Linked DNA regions of Sus scrofa: region 1 is linked to region 2. The links are chromatin contacts, called in public HiChIP or PLAC-seq maps. All regions are on one chromosome and are shown on one strand. Each heading gives the region's core, a stretch centred on a gene start, on an enhancer-like site or on the middle of the called end of the contact. The rest is flanking DNA. Distances are from core to core; before and after follow the strand shown. Region 1 has its middle 21 kb from the start of KIF13B. Region 2 overlaps KIF13B (kinesin-like protein KIF13B).

Region 1 (2,863 bases), core at 205-2,704, 120 kb after region 2:
GGAACAGGAACAGCCAGCTGAGGAGCGAGAACTTGAAAACTGTGTGGTTGCAGGTGAGTGGGCATGAAGATTCTACCAGGTGTGACAAAGCAGAGGTGCCACTCACCACTGGCTGCACCATAGTCTCCCTGGGAAACCTTTTCAATCCCAATGTCCAACCACACCCCAGACAAATTAGATGGGAATTTCTGGGGTTGGGTGTTGGAATGCTTGACAAAGCACCCCAGGCGATCTTAACATGAAGCCAGAACTGGAAAGCACTGAATTAAAGGCAGGTTCTCAGAACTGTTCCTGACAAGAGTGATTCTGATAAGAGTCATTTTCTTGTGACCAACTGGTAATTACAAAACATGCTTTTACAAAAATAGTGTTTAAAGAACTATTTAAACAATAATAGATGTGTTTTTAAAAATAGAGATAAATCAATAACTATGGAAGCTAAGAAGAGTTGGAGCTTCGTCCAAATTAAGCAGATCCAGGAGTTTGATCTGGGAGTGATATGACACAAGTGACAACTTAGGAAGAATAATTGGATGCTGATGTGTTGGGTAGAGCTGGTTTCGTTCAGCAAAGAGTTATTTACCGTGGTAGCTAGCATTTATTGCTCAAACCTGCCAACAGCCCCATAGGGGGCTTGTGGTACCTTGTTTTATAGATGGAGAATCCAACGGTGAGCTAGGTTAAGTGACTTGCCCAAAGTGGGGGGAAAAAAAGAGCAGAGTTAGGATCTGAATCCAGAATTCCCTTCAGGAGCACCTTGCTGGGCCACCTGTCACGTCATGAATGACGATGCCTATGTATTCTTTGGGGACACACAATATATGTCACAGTCCTTCAAGAGGGGGTAGATGGGTCAAGATATACCCACCATGGTGATGATAAATTCTTATTGGTGTTCTGAGGACACCCGTGGGACATGGCTAAGCCTGTTGTGAGGAGTGGTGCTGGAAGAAACAACAGGAGACTTGTCTTTAAAGGAGGGCAAAAGAGTGGAAATCAGGGAGGGCAGTTAGAGAGCCATTGGGATGTTGCTGTGGGGATGGGAAGGAGAAGTCATTCTTCCCCTCATTTTCCCCCCTCTTCCTGGATTTGGAATTAAAATACATTTGGAGGCCACTGATGAGACTAACACTCCAGGACCCTCCTGAAGCGAAGAGGCCGAGGAGAGTTTGACGCTAGGGCAACACCGCCACCTGGTGGACAATATTTTTATTGCAGGCAACGTGCCTCTGCGGTGAACTTTTATAACATTAACACTCCTTTTCAAATCATCTGAATTTTGCCGACTGTTAACACATATTTAGCACTTCCTTAACATAAGTTAGGAAGCTCTACCTAAGGAAGCTTGCCTGCCCGATTTTGAAAAGGAAAAAAGGACCACCCTACCCCGAACAGATGGCAGGACGACCCTGGCTGAGACTGGGGTTTCCCCAAACCAGAGCTTCTGGATCCCAAGGGAACTGGGAAGTCAACAAGGGTCTCAGACTTCCTCCCTCTTGTCCTTTCTTCCTTTATCTCCTTTCCTCCCCTCCTTAATTCTCTCTTTTAAATTTTCAGCGTTTTAATAACTTGTTTTACATTTATCTGAGGCCATTTTGGTGTGGGGCAGATAGAATTTTATAACACTGCTTATCTCAGAGTGACCCAAAATGTATGGTAGCTATCATTTGTGCGTTTTCGTAAATAAAAACTGGAAACCCAAGTCGATTTTAATAAATTCAGTTTGGCAGGCAAACAGTTTTTTGACCAAAATCTAGAGCTTCTGCTTTAGGGAAGGGTAAGTGCTGCCCTCTAGTGGACATATCTTAACATTACAGTCTATGAATGAGGCTCGAACAGGAGAGAGCGCAAGGTAAAAATTCTGCCTTGGGGAAGGGTAAGTGCTGCCCTCTAGTGGACATATGTTAACATTACAGCTCATGAATGAGGCTCAAGGAGAAGAGAAGGTGCTTGATAAGACTTCTGCAAATACTACTATCTTCTTCTTCTGAGGATTCCTTTGAGCTCTTAAAAATTCTCAATTTCCTGAACAACATTCCACATCCCAGAATCCACAAAATATCTGCACTGTTCTGGCTAATTTAGCTTTTCTATCTCCTTCCCTTTTGCCTACGTGTAGCCTGATCACAGTTTCCTGTCCAGAAATCTGCCAGGTATCCCACTACCCAGGGTTCCTACCAATTCCATGCCCATTTCTGGCTGCTGGGGAAGGAGGTGAGGACAACGGGTATGAAGACACATTGAGCAACTTCTCTTCATTGTGATCATCAAGGACCATTTGTTGGTCTTCTACTCTTGCAACAAGTATTCATTACTTCCTAACACATACAGGCCATTTATACAAAACACGTTAGTGAGCAAGACCCAAGAAGTCATTATTCCTGCCTTAAATAGCAAGGCAAGTGAGGATGAAGCAGTGTAAAGACTTTGGACGGGGAACGAACTAGGTCCAAGTCCTGGCCCTTCCCAAATGCCATGGGAGCAGTGGAAATATCTCAGTCCCTCAGCTTCCTGAACTGTAAACTGAAAGGGTTAGACTAAGTGAGTTTTAAAGATAAGTTTAGGGAGTTCCAGTTGTGGCTCAGTGGGTTAAAGACCTGACATAGTCTCTGTGAGGATGAGGGTTTGATTCCCCGGCCTCCCTCAGTGGGTTAAGTATCTGACGTTGCCGCAGGCTGTGGTGTAGGTTGCAGATACAGCTTGGAGCCAGTGTTGCTGTGGCTGTGGTGTAGGTTGCAGCTGCAGTTCCAATTCGACTCCTAGCCTGGGAACTTCCACATGCTGCAGGTTAGGCCAGGAAAAGAAAAGAAAAAAAAAAAAGTTTAGCTCTACTTTGGATGATTTACATTGTCTGGACTCTTCT
Region 2 (2,866 bases), core at 104-2,603:
CCCCAAGACCAATGGCACTACCCTACCACCACCCACTCGGTCCACTGAAAAAGCTTAGATGCTATCCCGGAGTCCTCTCTTTGCTTAGCAGCCTACCTCTAGCCCATGTCAATCAGGAAATCCTCACGCACTCACCCTCTGAAACATATCAAGAATCAGTTCATTTTCTCCAACTCCACTCTCAAATGCCAGACCTTGCCTGGGTGAATACAGAAGGCTCCTACTATTTCTCCACTTCTACATACCTCATTCCATCCACTCCAGTCACAACAGCTGACCACGTGATCCTCTATTTAGAGCCCTCTAGTGGCTTCCAGGGAAGTTCAAATTCTTACCCAGGCTTACACCCTCTGTGATCCGTTCCCCACCAGTCTCTCTTATCCCAGCTCAGCCACACAGGCCTTTCATCTGTTCTCTGAACACACTGACAATTTCCTCTGTCTGAAGTGTTCCTCTTCTGATCTCAATATTGGTAGTTTATATTTCTACCTCAGCTTTTAAGGGCACATCCTAAGAGAGGTGTATCCTGAACCGACAATCAGAAATAGCTACCCTATTACTCTCATACCTGAATTTCCGACATAGCACTGACTTGCACATTTACCATCCATCTCCACAGCTAGCTCAGAAACCCTAAGGGAGCAGAGATCAGCCTGACCTGCACCCTGCCCCCTGTCACTGAATTCTAAGCATGTAGCACAGGCCTGGTACATTTAGCCATTAAATAAATATAAAAGAAAAATAAATGAATAATCACTTCCTTTAGCAATCCCTTCAGACTCAGGAAGAACATTCTCTCCTCTTCCTTGCCAATAACCCTTTCAACTGTGCTCTGGGGAGTTCTCTTGTGGCGGACCTGGCATTGTCACTGCAGTGGTTCAGGTCACTGCTGTGCCTCATGTTCAATCCTTGGTCTGGGAACTTCCATATGCCTTGGGCACAATCAAAAAAAAATTATATTCTTTGTTCCAATTCTTCTCACCCCTTCTGGGATCTCAGTCTCATAAAAAGCCTTCTTCTGGAGTTCTCATCATGGCTCAGCAACGAACTCAACTAGGATCTATGAGGATGTGGGTTCGATCCCTGGCCTTGCTCAGTGGGTTAAGGATCCAGCGTTGTTGTGAGCTATAGTGCAGGTCACAAACGTGGCTCATATCTTGCATTGCTGTGGCTGTGGAGTAGGCTGGCAGCTGTAACTCCGATTTGACCCCAAGCCTGGGAACTTCTGTATGCCACATCTTCGCCCCGCCCCCCCAAAAAAGGAAAAAAAAAAAAGCTTCTTCCTTTCTATTACTTTCATTTCCCCTTTTCTGGAGGTTTCTTCTCTCAACTATGCTGCAGTAGTGTTTCCCAGGAAACAAAGAGCTGGGATCAGAACTGTACCATGGTACCCTACTGAGTCATTGAGGAGAGTATATAATATACACAAAGAACATTCCAGGCAATTGTCCACTCAATATTGGCTGAGGCTTCCTGGCCAATACCATACTTTCCTAACCTGGAGAACAGGACTTGATGAGGTGGAAACTACAACTAATGCTTTAGTGACATTCGGTGGCAGGACTACGGAATCCATTACACGCCTTTCCTGATTCCCCACCTCTGCCCTGTCTTACAACACCAGCTGCAAAGTAGAGAGAAGTTCCAAAAGGGAGGAAAAAATTCTGAAGAGAAAAAGAGCCCAAGACCACTGTAAAAAGAAGAAAAGATCTCCAAAGCACTTGGGTTAGGCCACTTCTATGTATCATCCCTTTCCTCCTTCCACGAGAAAGTCTAGCACAAGTCCTAGACTATGGTTGTGATGCCAAAACCTTTTTTGTGTACTTGAGGGTGGAGGTAGTTGGGCATACAGAACCAACTCCTACTGTCACACTCCAAGATTAGACACAGGTTCACTCCCATGTCACTGCCTTGCTTTGGTTCTCTTTGCCTGAAATGCTCTTCCCTTCATCTAAATACAAAATAGCTTTAACACCTACTTCTAACTTCATCTACTTACAGGTTTCAGTAGTAGCCTACCATGACTTTCCCCTTCTCTAAACCCCTATTACACTCAGAGTCAGCACCGCAATTTACTATTGCATGAATGTTGGCTTTTTCCTTTATTTATTGGCTGTGTCCGCAGAAGGTGGAGGTTCCAGGGCCAGGGATCAAATCCATCCCACAGCAACAACACCAGACCTTAACCTACTGAGCCATCAGGAAATTCCATTTTTCCCTTATTTAGATAGTAAGCTATACTCTCATGTCTTCTCCAACAACAAACATAGTTCATGATACACAGTGAAAGCTGCTAGGGGTCCACTGATAAACTCAATTAAAAATCATCAGAGATATCAGCTCAAACACAAAGGTCTAATCCAAATTCTAGAAGGAAAATTTCATATTTTGAGCACTGAGCAAATATATTGAGCACCTATTTTGAGCTGAGCACTGAGCCATGAGAGACAAAAAAATACGCAACATCCCTTGGAGTTCCTGTCGTGGCACAATGGTTAAGGAATCTGACTAGGAACAATGAGATTGTGGGTTCGGTCCCTGGCCTTGCTTAGTGGGTTAAGGATCCGGCATTGCTGTGAGCTGTGGTGTAGGTTGCAGACGAGGCTTGGATCCCGAGTTGCTGTGGCTCTGATGTAGGCCAGCGGTTGTAGCTCCAATTCGACCCCTAGCCTGGGAACCTCCATATGCTGCATGAGCGGCCCTAGAAAAGGCAAAAAGACAAAACACACACACACACACACACACACAAATGAACATCCCAAATGTAGACCTTACATTATAAATGACAACATCAGTGTCTCATTTGAAGTTATAATCTATTCTGATTTGGATGATGATTTGCTGGAATCTCAAATATTGAGTTCTA

What was found. HiChIP or PLAC-seq counts read pairs in DNA pulled down with a chosen protein or histone mark.
Region 1: a contact with region 2 is called in an H3K27ac HiChIP or PLAC-seq map of alveolar macrophages. The contact joins two enhancer-like sites. A contact is called at or near these places in 5 of 47 Hi-C or Micro-C datasets (alveolar macrophages, embryonic fibroblasts, fibroblasts and 2 more) and 2 of 2 datasets of contacts at active chromatin or transcription factors (alveolar macrophages and skeletal muscle).

Annotation. Positions count from the first base shown.
Region 1 is chr14:13,119,962-13,122,824 of Sscrofa11.1, forward strand. No RefSeq gene overlaps it. Among named protein-coding and RNA genes, the nearest start is that of KIF13B, 21 kb to the left of the region's middle. Within about 2 kb of position 1,455, at least 31 of the 83 cell types and tissues checked have an H3K27ac peak or open chromatin away from gene starts, as enhancers often do. A contact at or near this core is called in alveolar macrophages, where this site is marked.
Region 2 is chr14:12,995,163-12,998,028 of Sscrofa11.1, forward strand. The region is part of intron 14 of KIF13B (kinesin-like protein KIF13B); the gene reads right to left. Among named protein-coding and RNA genes, the nearest start is that of KIF13B, 100 kb to the right of the region's middle. Within about 2 kb of position 1,354, at least 7 of the 83 cell types and tissues checked have an H3K27ac peak or open chromatin away from gene starts, as enhancers often do. A contact at or near this core is called in alveolar macrophages, where this site is marked.